2 separate regions of the Callithrix jacchus genome follow, and region 1 is linked to region 2. Evidence: chromatin contacts called from public Hi-C data. All regions are on one chromosome and are shown on one strand. Each heading gives the region's core, a stretch centred on a gene start, on an enhancer-like site or on the middle of the called end of the contact. The rest is flanking DNA. Distances are from core to core; before and after follow the strand shown. Region 1 has its middle 19 kb from the start of PPIF. Region 2 has its middle 42 kb from the start of ZCCHC24.

Region 1 (7,198 bases), core at 4,077-6,576, 110 kb before region 2:
AGGGATTCGAGATGGAGCTCAATGCCTGAGTTTGCTACATTGGGACATTGCTGCACTGAGGCCTGGAAGAGCACGAGGAAGTGATCAAAGGTAACAGGAATAGGAAGACAAATTCCACCTGATCTCACTCATTTGCAGACTTTAAAAAGCTGATGTCCTAGAAGTAGACAGTATAATAGTGGTTATCATGCGCTGGGGAAGGGATGGGGAATGGGGGAGATTGGCCAATAGGTACAAAAGTATAGTGAGATAGGAGGAATCAGTTCTGGTGTTTGCTTGTGCAGTAGTGTGACCATAGCTAAGGACATTGTATTGAATGTTTCAAAATAACCAGAATAGAGGATTTTCAGTGTTCTCACTAAAAAGAAGTGATACATGTTTGAGGTGATGAATAAGCTAATCACCCCGATTTGATCATTACACAATGTATGCATGTATCAAAACATTATACTGTCTCCCATATATATGTATCATTAATATGCATCAATTAAAAATAAAAACTGTTTTAAACCCAGTGGCCTGAGGTCTGAGTCAAAGCCTGGTTCTCCTGACTCCAGATCTTCCCACTGTACCAAACAGCAAGGTGATTAAGAAAAAAGATTGGCCAGGTGCAGAGGCTCACACCTGTAATCTGGCACTTTGGGAGGCCCAGGCAAAGGGTCACTTAATTCCAGGAGTTCAGGACTAGGAGGGGCAACACAGTGAAACCCTGCCTCTACAAAAAACACAAAAATTAGCCCAGCATAGTGGCATGTGCTTGTAGTCCCAGCTATTCTGGAGGCTGAGGAGGGAGGATTGCTTGAGCTCAGGAAGTGGAGGCTGCCATGAGCCGTGATCAAGATTGTGCCACGTGTGCATCCCAGCCTGGGCAAGAGAATGAGACTCTGTCTCATAACGAAGAAAAGAAAAGAAAAATGATTAACTTGTGAAAACAAGAATACTTCAAACCCTTCAATAAGGAATTGATAAGTGTGTTAACCAACAAAGGAATACAGAGGAATACAGCTATTAGACACATGGGAAAGGTCTCTGTGTTAACAGGGAAAGATGATGAGTCAAAGCAGGATATGGAACAGCCTGTCAAGCATAATCCATTAACGTACACAAGTGTACACACACACGTACACATACGTGCACACGCACACATGCACATTTTTATAAGCAAAAGACTATGGCAGGACATGGCCAAGCTCTGGACAGTGCTGGTCTGGGGGATGTTGGGCTACTGGGAATCTCATACCCTGCTTACTGTCTTTCTGAAAGTTTCCTTTTCATATTGTGCAGGCATTATTTTTATAACCAAGGGCGAAAATCCTAATCTTAGCACTTGGCAGGTTCATGAGGCCCAGGTAGCGCTGTACTGGGGAGGTCAGGGCTTACCTGGGACTTGGGAGAAAAAAAAAGGCCCTTTCTGTCCCCTGCACTGGTTGCCTGCCAGCAGAAAGTTGAAATTCTCAGTTTTGGCCACCAGGGGGCAGCAGGAAACTAGCTGATTGCTGCAAGAGGCTTGAACGCTGGAGAATTCAGAGTGAACGAGTTTGTTGGGGTGGGGCAGGGAGACCCGTCTCCACCATTGTGCGGGGCTGTGGTCAGGTTCCCAGGGAGAGGATGACCAATTACATGCTGGGCAAGGGTCCTTTGCCTCAGCACAATAAGGAAACTGAGGCAGAAGGCCAGTTGGAACTGGACTAACAGGGTGTGGGTGCCTGGGGAGGGGAGGTGAATGTCCTACAGGATAGAGAGAGCCAACATACCCAAGTCCCTTCCTGGCTTCTCTTTGCCATCATGTCAAGGTGAAGATTCCAGAAAGCATGGCTCAAGGCCTGTCAAGTGGAGTCAGAGATAGAAGGATCTCGGGGCCTATTTAGAGAAGTGGCCATCTCCCTCCATGACCAGTGCAGCAGCTAACAATTCCTGAGCACAACAAGTGTGCCAGGGGCTCAGCCACTGTATCTCAGCTCATCTCAAGTGACCCTGAGGTAGGTAGAAAGGCATTAGTGTCTCCATTTTACAAGGGAGGAAACTAGGCTCAGAGAGGCAAGGTGGCAGGTGCATGAGGTGGCTTGAGTAATGGTGGCTGATAAGTAGTGAAGGTGTCACCTAGATGCCAGCCCCTCTGACCCCAGAGGCCTTACCCAGGATGAGAGCGGGGAAGGAGATCAGGTCTAAGCAGGTGCCATGGTCCTCAACTTACAAGACAGGACTTGGACGCCAGGTTCCCCCACTGATCTGCGGGAGCTGAGTGTGGAGGGCTGTGGGGCCCCAGCTTTGAGTGCTTCTGAGATGGGGCAGGGGGAGGGTAACTGGCCTTAGTACCGGGCTCCAGGAAGCTGTAGGGCCAGGCATGGAAGGGAAGGAGGAGCAAGTGTCCAGGGAGAGAGGGCACAGGGTCCTGGCCTGGCTCGATCACACTGGATGAAGTGGGGACAGGATCAGAGCTGCCCTTACCCCCTGGAGCTCCTGAGAAGTTACCAAGGAAAGAAGTGGAGGGAGGGTTGGGGCTCCCTTGGGTTCTGGCTTCCACATAGGCCTCCAACAACCATGGGGCTGGCCCTAGATTGTTCATGCATCTGAGCTACTATGGGAAGATTGGCAGGCCAGGCTGGGCAGTGGGGAGAGGCCCAGGATGGAGAGAGGGGGCTGAGGGCAGGCCAGTGGCTGCCTGGCTGTCTGGGAGGGCAGTATAGCAGCAGGAAGCAGCAGGACGCAGGGGTTAGGCCTGGACCTAAAATACCCCTGGGATTAGGGGGTGGGAGAGAGGTTCTGGGAGGGGCAGAGGGCTCTGCTACTTACTTTGACAAGTCACTCAGCCTCTCTGGACCTCGGCTTCCCCATCTGTAAAATGGGACTCCTTGTAGTACCCACCTCCCAGAGCTGCTGCAAGGACCAAAACCGGTGTGTGCGAATCACTAGCACCGTGGCTGCCACACCAGCTGCTGACTGGATGCTGACAGGACTCATGCGCTTGTTTACTCCACATTTAACCTGACCGTGTGCCAGGCCACACTGGGCGCAGGAGACTGGCGATGAAGCAAGCACGAGTAGCCCCTCTAGAGGAGGTAGCCAGGACGGTGGAGGGCGCTGCACGGGATGAGGACGTGGGGGGACCCGGCTCCCGCTCTGCCTTGGGGCATCTCCTCAGCCTGACTCACCTTTGGGCTCATCTCCTGCCAGGAGCAAAAACAGACACGAAAGCAAAGAGAGCAGTACAGCCGATCCCAGGTCCCTCTCCAGCCCCTATTCCAGGTTGTTTGAGAGCAAAGCCCAGGCACTGCCTCATTTCACCCATAACTGCTCCAGAATGTAAGAGACAGAATATTTTTCACATGATCGCGATGCCATTATGACACTGAACAAAATGTAAATTCAACTGCATCAACTGTGAGAAGGGACTTTTGCTGACTGAGCTGGGCCAAGGGCAGGGCGTGACGTCGCCTGCCTACCTGGGTTCCTCAGCCTGTGGGAAGGACTCAGGGCCTGTGGGGGAGGAGATGGGCAGATTCACACTGCTTTCATTGCCTTCCTGGTCAGGAGGGGCCCCATCCTGCTGCATCGCCCTTCCAGCTAGAGAAGGGCCTCAGGACCGTTGCCCCTAAGGGACTCTCAATGGGCTGCGGCCGTGTGTGTTTGTGGGCTGTGCATGTGTGAATACGTGCAGGCTTGACTTTGCAAATGGGTGTGTGTATGAGGCCGTGAACAGAGTATGTGAGATGTGTGTGTCAAATGTGTGTGCTTGTGAGATGTTTGTGTGTGAGTGCACGTGTGAGATGTGTTTGTGTGTGAGAGTGGGCATGTGAGCTGTGTGAGTTCACGTGTGAGATGTGTGGGTGCACGTGAGATGTGTGTGTTTGTGTGTGCGTGTGAGATGTGTTTGTGCATGTGAGATGTTAGTGCACGTGTGAGGTGTGTGTGAGTGCACATGAGATGTTTGTGTGTGTGCATGTGAGGTGCGTGTGTGCACATGTGAGGTGTGTGTGTGCATGAGGTGTGTGTGTGAGTGCGCATGTGAGATGTTTGTGTGCGTGTGCATGTGAGATGTGTGCGTGTGAGATGTGTGTGTGCATGTGAGGTGTGTGAGTGCATGTGTGAGATGTGTGTGTGCATGAATGTGTATGTGAGATGTGTGTACACATGTGAGATGTGTTTGTGAGTGTGCATATGGGGTGTGTGTATGTGAGTGCATGTGTGAGATGTGTGTGTTTGTGTGTGTGTGTGAGAGGTGTGTATGAGTGCGTGTGTGTGCGGGCACGGGGAGCAAGTGGCCTTGAAATCTCCTTGGGATCCAGCCTCTGGACAAATGGCAGGGGAAGTGTGGAGAGGGGCCTTTGCACCCAAGGGCAGCCCGTTCCCTGCTCCAGCCAGAGCTCTAGGGGAAGAGCCGACACACCTGTCTCTGGAGAGATGGCAAGCCTTCCTCGGTCTTAATTCCCTTCACCTGGGGTGTTCCCTGCACCTTCTCCCCACTTCCAAGCACCTGGCAGGCTCACAGGAGGCAGCCACTGGAAGGGTGGAGTTCTGATGCCTCGCCCTGGGTTTACCAGGCAGTGGGGAGGAGGACCAGGGTGTCAGAGGGCAGGTGGGGGGCTGATTCCCCAGTGCATCGTGGGTCCCAGGCCTCGATCAGAGCTCTGGGCCAGGCCCCAGGACACACTGACGGACAGCCATTTGCTGACAGACTGGACAGGTTGGTGAGAATCTGCTTGGTGGCCCTGGTCAGGATCAGAAACTGCACAGATAGTGGAGGCTGGAGGGTGTGGCGGAGGACCCTGCTTGGCAATCTGGGGCAGCAGGGCTTCTCAGGCCTCAGTTTCTCCACCTGCCATAGTGGCATGTTGTTTCCTGCCCTGGGTCCTGCCAGGACTAGTAGGAGGAGACATGAGGTCAGAAAACCGGAGGGACTCCAACCTACGGCTGGGGTCCAATGCAGAAGCTGACTGGTGGCCTGGGCCTGGAAGCTTCGGCACCACAGTGGGGGACTGGTGGGAGAGAGGTGGCTAGCCCAGAGCTGCGTGCAGGAGCTGCCTGGGTGTCCCCTGCCACACTCAGTGAGTCCTAATTGCCCCCAGCTTACAGATAAGGATGTGAGGCTCTGTGTCACATGTTCCAAGAAGCAGAGCCTTGTCAGGGTCTTGCCAGAGGGACCCTGGGCTCCTGGCGACCTCCAGTGCTCAGGTGGTTGGGCTCCTGCCATCTCTCCACAGGCCTGGTCTCCCCTCTCTGTGTTTGGGGCAGATGCCAAGAGGGTGCCTCACAACCTTGCAGCCATCACCCCTTGGCACCCACCTGCCCCACCTCCCTTCCTCCTGCCTGGTCTCTCACCCTTCGATACCACCCAGCCCTTGGACCCTCTCCTTATCTGACCTTTGCAACTCTCTCCCAGCTCTGCCTCTGACACACTGCACTGGGTGGTGAGAACTTCAAGTTCGATCAAATCCTGGTTCTGCCACCTGCCTGCTGGGTGACGGTGCCAGGTGAGACCTTCCCCTGGGGGACCTCAGCTTCGGCCCAGAGCTGGGCCAGCCTCTCTTGATCCCTTGCCAGCCCTTTCTTTGGTGGACTCTTCTCTCTCCTGGGTGCTCAGCAGCCAGCTGTCTCTGAACATGGGGACTGAGTCCGACCGGAAATTCTTCCTGTCCAGGGGAATTACTGGTTTCCACGGCTCCAGGAGATGTCGAAATGCAGGCTGTGTTTGCCTTGGGTTTGTTTTCTTTCCACAGAAAACAAAACAAACACACAGGCGCATGCACACTGCCACACACTCAAAGTGCATGTCATCAAACAATGCCCGAAGTCCCAGCGCGGCACACATGGGTGCCCAGTCAATGTTTACTGGGTGCTCAGAAGCACCTGGGGCCCTGGGTTCGAGGCCTGGCTCCCTGCGGACTACCTGGTGTCATCACTGGTAGGATGCTTCTGCCTGAGCTGCAGACAGCGGGAGCCAGGGACCCACACTCCCTGGGCGCCTCCCGGTACAAGCAGTGCGCTTTGTCTTTTGCTCAGTGGGTTGTCTTATCCACAGGATACCCCTGGGAGAGCTGGGGCTCAGGGACAAGGAAAGCCACCCAGTGTCATGCAGCTGGGTAGCAGGGCTGGCCTGGCCACAGTGCTGAAGAGGACAGGAGGGCCCTGAGTCAGACACCAGCTCTGAGATCTCAGATCTGCCTAGAGAGAGCCACAGCCCCACCCAGGCTACTGGAGGACTCGTGGGCTGGCAGAGGGCCCGCTACGGAGCAGGGCTCCTTTGTTCTCCTCTCACACTGGCAGAGGTGGGTCCCCTCTCCCCCGCACTGCTGGGCCCACCTTCATTCAGGCTGACTCTGGCCCTGCCTGCCATTCCACACACTGAGGGCCGGCACCCCGTGGGGAATTCTCTAGATGCCATTCAGCAGGAAGGGGCTTGGTTCTGGGATTTGCTTGGCACCCCAAATAAGACAAGAGGTCTGGCCTTGGTGGTCTCTGCTCCTGCCTGTCTCTTGCCCTCACATCCATGGTCCTTGACCCCAAGGACTGGCATTTGATTTTCTCTGCTCCGTCCAGAGGCCACAGTCAGGAGGCGAGGGCTAGCCCACAATCACGTGCTTCGACTTCCACACTATTCAGAAGTCCAGTTCACTCATTGCCAAAACTTAAAACATGGACAATTTCACGTAACAACTGGGATTTCCGGTTTTCCCCTGCTGCCCCTCCCTCCCTCTGTAGGCAACCTTATTCGTAGATAGCAACAGTTGGCTGGAGCTGAGGACAGAGGGCCCCTCGATGGGACTCCCTGCCCCCCGCCTCCTCCCCTTCATGATGGGTCCCACAGGAACACTAGGGACCTTCTGAAAGCCCAGTGCTTCTCAACTTTGGGTGCAAACAGACTGAACTGGGGGCTTCATAAGCTCAAGGACACCCCGGACCACTTCCTCAGCCTCCCTGGGGTGGGGCCAAGGCACGAGATTCTTAAAGCCCCCCAGGTGACTCAGGTGGGCAGCAAGGTTGAGAACAAGAGCCAGTACTGGGCTTTGCAGGTGGCGGCTGCTGACAGTCTTGCTTTGCTGTGGCTCCTCATGGCCCTCAGCAGAGTCCCACCCCCACCCCCACCCCACTCTGTGACAGCCTAGGCCAGGCTTCGGTCAGAAGAGGGGCCCCTGTGCCGTCTCCCCTGGACCTCTCTGTTTGCCCACTGTGTGATGCTGCGTGTCTGGGGCCCAAATCC
Region 2 (7,650 bases), core at 3,808-6,307:
TTTCTCTTCTTCTTTATTTGATTCATCTATCTATCTATCTATCTATCTATCTATCTATCTATCTATCTATCTAATCTGTTTTCTACTGGTTATATTTGAACATGTAAACAATTACTTATATATCTATTTCTTGTTTTAATTGACCCTATTTAATATCTTGACAACCCTGTATAAGGATAAGACTATTAACTCCTCCTTCTTCTTACATTCCCTCTATTAATGGAGGATTCCATTGGCTACACATTCATTTTTATATTGTTAAGATAGTTGGCAGGGGGCAGTGGCTTACTCACTCTTATAATATAGAAAATAATGGCAACGATTTCTTCCTTTCATTTAAAGTGCTGGGCCTTCATATTAACTGAAATGTGTACTGAAAGCCTAGAACTGGCCCTCTGCCCTGGTGCTGCAATCACAACACAGTCCCCGGCTCGGATCTGCACTCGGAGCAGGTGCACGTCTGCTTTCTTCCCAGGCCCTGCCTGAAGGGCATGAGCTACTTTGTAGTGAGGCTGTTATCTGTTTATACAAATAGGAAAGTTGAGGACCATATAGTGAATGTTCCATAAAATTAACTTGATTAATTTAGGGCATTTTTATTTATTCTTAAACTTTGTAGTTGTTGTTTTTTGTTTAAACTTATTTTGGTATTAAAATAAAAGTGTTACTTTTATTTTATATTAAAATAAAAATGTTACTTTCATTTTATATTAAAATGTATATTAAGGGGCGAGCACAGTAGTTCACGCCTGTAACCCCAACACTTTGAAAGGCTGATGCAGGAGGATCACTTGAACCCAGGAGTTTGAGACCAGCCTGAGCAACACAGTGAGGTCCTGTCTCTAGAAAAGCTAAAATTAGCCAAGCATGGTGGTGAAAGCCTATAGTCCCACCTACTTGGAAAGCTGAGGTGGGAGGATTGCCTGAGCCCAGGAGGTCGAGGATGCAGTGAGCTCCGATTGCACCACTGCACTCCAACCTGGGCAACAGTGAGATCCTGTCTCCAAAAAATCTTTTGGATTAAAATTATTTTGCAAAATGATGGATGATTCATATTCAAAGGCTCCAAAATGGAAGTGCAGAACAGATAATATTTTAATGTACTCCTTGGCCTGATAAAAAGCTAGGACTCTTGTTTTTTTAAAAGCCTACAGCACCTGGTATTCCCAGGAGGTCTCCCATCCAAGTACTAACCAGACCTGACCTTGCTTAGCTTCCAAGATCAAAAAATGCTAAGACCCTTGTTTGGCCCTCCACGTGGGCAGGGGATGCAGTTTGCTTACAGGTCCTTGAAATGCATACATTTAGGAACCACTGAGTCAAATGGATGGAGAATGGAAATCTAGGTGGTTGTTGACTTTAGCTGCAATGACTTTATCTTTGAGACAGGGTCTCACTCTGTCGCCCAGGCTGAAGTACAGTGGCGCAGTTGTAGGTCATACAGGCTCAAATTTTTAGGCTTAAGTGATTCTCCAGCCTCAGCCTCCCAAAGTGCTGGGATTACAGATGTGAGCCCCTACGCCTGGGCTGCAATGACTTTTTGTCCCCTCTGAGCACGTGCTCTGGAGGTCAGCTTAGGGTGGTACTGAGTGAGTGAGTGGTCTGCATTAGAAAGGGTTGATGAATGAGATGGTGACCTGGGAGGGACCAGGGCTGACTGCTGGGGCTCAGCCTACGAGTGGGCTAGACTGGTGGGGGATTGGAACGAGTCTTGTCTTTTCCTCCCTTGGAGATGTTGCTCAGGAGAGCCTGTGGCTTTGCTTTTCTTTGAGAACAAAGGAAAAAAGGGGGTTTTGTTATACTGAGATGGCTGGAACTGGAGCATCCAGTGGATGTCTAAAAATAACAGAGAAGGGAGATTATTTGAGGCTGGAACCCCAAGAAACCCCAGGCCGGTTGTGCTACAGAGCTCTGGGAAGCCTTCCTGTGGGAGGGAGGGGATGGGTTAGAAGTGGCGAAGGGCATGGTGTTTGGGGGAACTGTGGAGGGAACTGTCAGGTCAGGCCTGAGGTGGTTAGAGTGGCCTTTTACGTATGGTGTGATGTAAGCAGGTTTTGAACAGTGGGAAAGGGGGTTCCCTGTCAAATAATTTGGGGAAATGCTAGGTTTAACAAAGTCATTCAGGTTTCTTTACCACAGGGCTTGTACATGGTAGTGTGAACAGTGAATCTCCAGGAATCAAATATGTTTCTCCAAATTACAGACCCTTTCCCTGGAAACTGCCATGGATAGCAGGAGAGAAAAGGGTGGAGGGGTTAGAGGGGCTGAGATCATGGCGAATCTTGATCTAGAGGCCTCGGTCCATCCTGTGTGTGAGAGAAATACAGACAGAGAATTAAACATGCAGAGTCCTGGGCCCCATCCCTAACAGGAGGCCTGGGGCAGGGCCCAGGAATCTGTGTGCTTAACTGATTCCCATGCCAGGGCTCCAGGGACCACACTGAGAAACGAGCAATGCAGATGAGACAACACCAATGAACATAAGGCTTGGAAGCCACAGCTGTGGACTGCACTCAAGGATTCAAGCCTCCATGGGGGTGCAGGGCTGAGAGCTAAGAGCCTAGATCCCCGCCCCATCGAGGGATTTGGGTGGGGAGAGCTGAGCTGCCCTTGGTCTGGCTGTGCAGCTGACCCCAGCAAAGCCACTTGCCTTCCCCCTGGTGTCTGAAGTGAGGTACTGCAGTTCAGGGCTTACAGACCTCAGGGAGAGTGGGTTAGCCAGCATCTGCCCTCAGAGAAGTGAGAGGAGGAGGCCCAGCTCAACCCTGCCTCTTCCAGAAAGCCTCACTTCCCTAGCTCATCTGTGCTCCTGCAACACCCATTTCTGAAACACACCACCTCACTTTGCCACACCTCCTCCTGATGTCTCTCAAACGATCATTTTAGAGCTTATAGGAAAGACAGGGGCCCTGATAACTTTATCTCTCAAAGTAGGGAGCCCAGGGACACTGTCTATAGTGAAAATAGAAGTCTCCTACTTAGACTTACAAAGATAACAAGCAAGGAGTGAATGCCAGTGGATAGGCGGAAGGGGGAGAGGAGATTCCCCCGTCTGATACGGCCAAATGTCTATAAAGCAGATAGATGAAGACACAGCAGAAAGACATCGTACTGTATGGCTCCATTTATAGGACATGTGGAGAAGGCAAGATCAGAGAGATAGAAATCAGACCCATGGCTGTCAGGGAAGATTTGGGGATGAGCTGAAGAAGGAAATGGCTTTGCAGTCTGGCTGGGAAACAGGAGGAGGAGGAAACCTGTTAGGGAGCAGGATGGGTTAGGGAAAGTAACCTACCCCAGCAGACCGGAGGACACTAGTGGGAAGGATCAGCCTGCTTGGCCCAGTGCACAGAGCTTTCCCAACCCTGCCCTTCTGACTAATGTCTTAGGGATGGGAGAGGCGGGGTGGGGGTGCGGGGGAGGGATGTGGCCCAGGATTCCAGGAGGGGCAGTCACAGGATCTTGGGGAGGAATGAGAACAACAGCAAGAGCAACTGACTTGATCAGAGCTTCCCAAGTGCTGGCCATGGTGTGCTGTGGGCTTACTTAATCCTCACACAATTCTATGGACCCCTTATTACCCCTACGTTATAGAGGAGGAGCATGGAGCCCAGAGATATTACGTAATCTGCACAAAGTAACGCAACTGATAAAGAGAGGGATTTGAATGCAGGCGCCTCTGGCTCCAGCACCCTTGCCTTTAATGGCCACTGCTCTGTATTGCCACACAGGCCATGATGCCAGTGATGGTGGAGAATCTTCTGCCCCCTTCCTGCAATGCACCTATCCCACCATGGCTTGCACACTTCTGTTGATGGGTACCCACAATCTTCCTGGAGAGGCCATGCTAAAATAGACTCAAAGTCAACTTCCTTATACATTCATCCACAGCCCCAGTTACCCCTTTAATCCTTAAGGTAGTCATGAGTGCTGCTAGTCAGTCATCCCCATCTGCTCCTGTGCTCCAGGTGTGATTGCCCTTCCTGGCCCCATGAAGTTAAGGTACATGTTGCCACGTGACTTCCTTTGGCTGATGAAATGGGAGCAGAAGACTAAAAGGCCAGTGTGTGGTTTTCCTCTTTCCTATGTCATCGCTGTAGTGTCTGGGGGAGCTCATGCCTGCATGAAGCCTGACTTGCCCTGAATCCCTGAGCAACTAGGGTGAGCAGAGCTCCATGCTGACCTGTGTTGAACATGTAATGTGAGCAAGAAATAAACCTTGGTTGTGTGAGCCACTGAGATTTGGTGATTGTTTGTTATCATAGCAAAGCCTAACCTATTCTGGCTGAGTCTGGTCCCACAGAACAAGTGTCACTCAGGGCCAACAGCAGTCCAGCCTCTTCTAAGTCTCCTCTAAGCTGGATTGGCCCCAGTTTTTCCAGCTGAGCCTTCAGTTTGCTGACCTCTCATCTGATCTCTTATTCCAGACACACTGCAGTGTGGAAAGGGAGCACCATCACCCAGGAGCGATCTGTAAAGGCTGTTGTCCCTCCCCACTTCTCAGGATTCTTTCCACCTCAGTGATGCAGCCGGTGATCACACTGAGCCTTCAGCAGACAAACAAGGCTAACCTCCTCCCTGGGTTCCATTCTGACCTGCCTGGTTCTAATTCTTTGGGCTCTGGATAAAATGAGATTTCAATATGTAGAGCTAGATTGACCTGGTTCTGAGTTTCTTTCTATCTTGACACTACTACTTACTTCCTGTGTCACCATGAGCAAGTTACCTAACCTCTCTGAGCCTGTCTTCTTGAATGAAGGCTAGAAGTAATAAGACCAACTCTGAGAAGGCTGTCAGGTACAGCACCCAGCACGTCCCTGGTGCCTGGTGGGCCTGTGCAGATGTTATTTCCCTTGCTTTTCCCCTCACCCCCATCTCTTTCAGGCTCACAAGATGGAGAAAGGGGAAGGCATTTCTGGAATGAGGCCCTGCATCATTCCAGCTCCTGCATCATTGCTCTGTCCCAAACCTGGGTCTTAGGCCAGCCGGAGGCCCTCCTAACTCCCTTTCCAGGTCACAGCTGTCTGTTCCCCCTTCCCCGGTCACAGGGGGCTGCCCCATGGGGCTGGGAGAGAGGGAAGTGGACTCCAGGCTGCAGATGTCCGGGGCTCAGAGAAGGCTGCAGAGCTAATCCTGGGACTGCTGGCAAGGCCAGGCCAGGGCCTCAGAAGTGGCTTTTAAGGGCCCTCTCCTGCCTGCCGGCAGCCTGTGGCTTGGCTCAAATTTCCTAGGCCCCCAACTAAGGAACAGCTGCGTGGCTTCCCCTCTCCTCCCTCTATGTTCCCTCCTCTCTTTTGCAGACATGAGTCAAGCAAGGCTAGCCAGGGGTCTGGACAGGTTCCAGAAGGCTCCAGCCACTCAACCTGGGACTCTCTGAAGCCATGGGAGCTCAGACACCTGGGGTTTCTTGGGCCTTTCAACTCCAGACATATTCCTGCTGCTCTTCATTTGGCAGAAACCTTGGGCCCAGCTTTGATGTTTGGCTTGTCGTCCACCCCTTGGTTCCCTGGCTGGCCAGGCTTCCTGGGACACCTTCTACCCCGTGAGGTGGGGTGGGACCTGCCTTGGGGTGGGGGCCTCCTGGTTTGGCACTACCCCCACCCATAAGCCTTCCCAGCCTCCTGTTCTACCAGGTCCCTAAATGCCCCCCCTTCCAACTGCCTCCCAGAGCAATGACCTCTGACTTTCTGTGTCCTATCAATATCACCACACCCACCCCAGAGAGAGAAGTGTACGGCTGTGAGTGAGTGTGTGTGTACTCACTAATATTTCCTGAACACTTGTTTGATTTTATCCTTAACTATCTTGTTTTTTTCTTGACAAATAAGGAAATGAGATCCAGAGAGGGTTGGAAATTTGACTAGTTAACAGAAAGAGGAAATGGCAAAGCTAGGGTTTAAACCCCATTGTGATGATTCTGAGTCCAAGCTTTTTTTTCATCCCACCACATGGCCTGGAAAAGACCTGCCACACACTTGCCCAGGAACACTCGGGAAGCGAGTGATTCACCTCCCTGATATGAGCGGCCCATGACCGGGGACTCAGGCCACTTCAGCAGGACACGCTTGGCCCAGAGCAACAGTGAGGAGAGGATAATTTGGCTAGTGCAGGAGACCCCCACACTAGTTCCTCTTGGTGAGGGGTCTCCAGGGCGAAGCATGAATCTGCCCCAGCTGGGCCTCCAGTCTCCCTCAGAGTACAACTTCCTTTCGGTGCTGGGAGTGAACCCGAGGGAACAGATGGGTGCTGCATGAGCATATATGATCCTGAAGCATGAGCCAGCTATTTCTTCTGGTGTCCACCAAAGAAACGAAGATCTGAGCCATGCTGCAAGGAAAATCTGCCCTTATGAGTTTACTGAGGGACTGTAGGGGGAATTCTACCAGGTGTCTGGTAAAAAAGATACCTTTTTTTTTTTTTTTGAGACAGGGTCTCTCTCTGTCACCCAGGCTGGAGTGCAATGGTGTGATCTCAGGTCTCTGTGGCCTCGAACTACTGGGTTCAAACAATCTACCCATCTCAGCCTCCTGAGTAGCTGGGACTACAGGTGCACACCACCATGGAGGCTAATTTTTGTAGAGATGGGGTTTCAACATGTCGCCCAGGATGGTCTTGAACTCCTGAGCTCAAGCATCCTGCCCACCTTGGCCTTCCACAGTGCTGGGGTGACAGGCCTGAGCACCTGGCCGTAACATACTTTCAAGGGGAATTTAGACTCTGCACAGTGCCGACCTTGTGATGATAAACTAGCCCCAAACATGGAGCAGTGGGTGGCCCCTTACTCCCAGCAAGTCTTTCTCTAATGGTGGGATTCCAGGATGGGGGAGAGGGGCCTTCTGGGACCTCAGTCTCACACCACCGGGTCCCGGGGTTCCCTGTTGTCTCTTACCAATCTAGGTTTCCAGCGTGGTGCAGTGAAGGAGCATGTGACGGGGAATGAGACCCAGTCCCCAGCCACACTCTGCAATGGGACCATGGGCAAGTCTCTTAAACTCACTCCAGGCCCCAGTTTCCTCATCTGTCAGCTGAGGCTACTGGACAAATGACCAGATGAAGTTCCAGAGCCCTCGAGGACTCCATCTGGGCTGGAGATGGCTCAAGCCCCTGTCCAGGAAGCAGAATTGCCTCTAGCACAGGTTACATCTGACCTGAGGCCACTGGCTTGTGGTTCAGGACTGGTTACCAGATCTGCTTCCAAGGATGGTGTCATCACCTCATTTTATAGGTGAGAAAAACACGATTGTAGCCCAAGGGTGCTGTGTAGCCTTCCCTGTCCCTCTGGCTCCTACTACCTCCACCCTCTGTCTGTCCCTATGCTCTGAAGCTCCCATGTTCTGGCCTTGTACTACTCAGGCCTGCTCTCCTCCGAGTCCGCAGGCTCAGGGCTCTGCAGGCATCTTCATCACCTCCCAGGAGCCCCAGCCCACAAACAACCGCCCATTTCCTTTTCCTCTGTTTCAAAGCTGCATGTTTTGGCCTGAAATAGTCATGGGCCCCATGGACATTTAGCACCAGCTGGCTGACATTGGACAGGTCACTTGAGCCCTGAGCCTTGGCCTGGACATGTATGAAACCGGGACTGCAATAATCACAGCAATTGGAGCCGCTGTCTTGCACTGGGTGCTTACTGAGACAGGCTGGACACCACGT

What was found. Hi-C and Micro-C count contacts between places; a contact is called where the count stands out from the background.
Region 1: a Hi-C map of skeletal muscle shows a contact between it and region 2, with 6 times the contacts expected there. The contact joins two enhancer-like sites. A contact is called at or near these places in 3 of 3 Hi-C or Micro-C datasets (induced pluripotent stem cells and skeletal muscle).

The regions. Positions count from the first base shown.
Region 1 is chr12:50,852,074-50,859,271 of calJac240_pri, reverse strand. No RefSeq gene overlaps it. Among named protein-coding and RNA genes, the nearest start is that of PPIF, 19 kb to the left of the region's middle. Within about 2 kb of position 5,326, at least 7 of the 16 cell types and tissues checked have an H3K27ac peak or open chromatin away from gene starts, as enhancers often do. A contact at or near this core is called in skeletal muscle, where this site is marked.
Region 2 is chr12:50,741,873-50,749,522 of calJac240_pri, reverse strand. It overlaps the pseudogene LOC128929203. Among named protein-coding and RNA genes, the nearest start is that of ZCCHC24, 42 kb to the left of the region's middle. Within about 2 kb of position 5,057, at least 1 of the 16 cell types and tissues checked has an H3K27ac peak or open chromatin away from gene starts, as enhancers often do. A contact at or near this core is called in skeletal muscle, where this site is marked.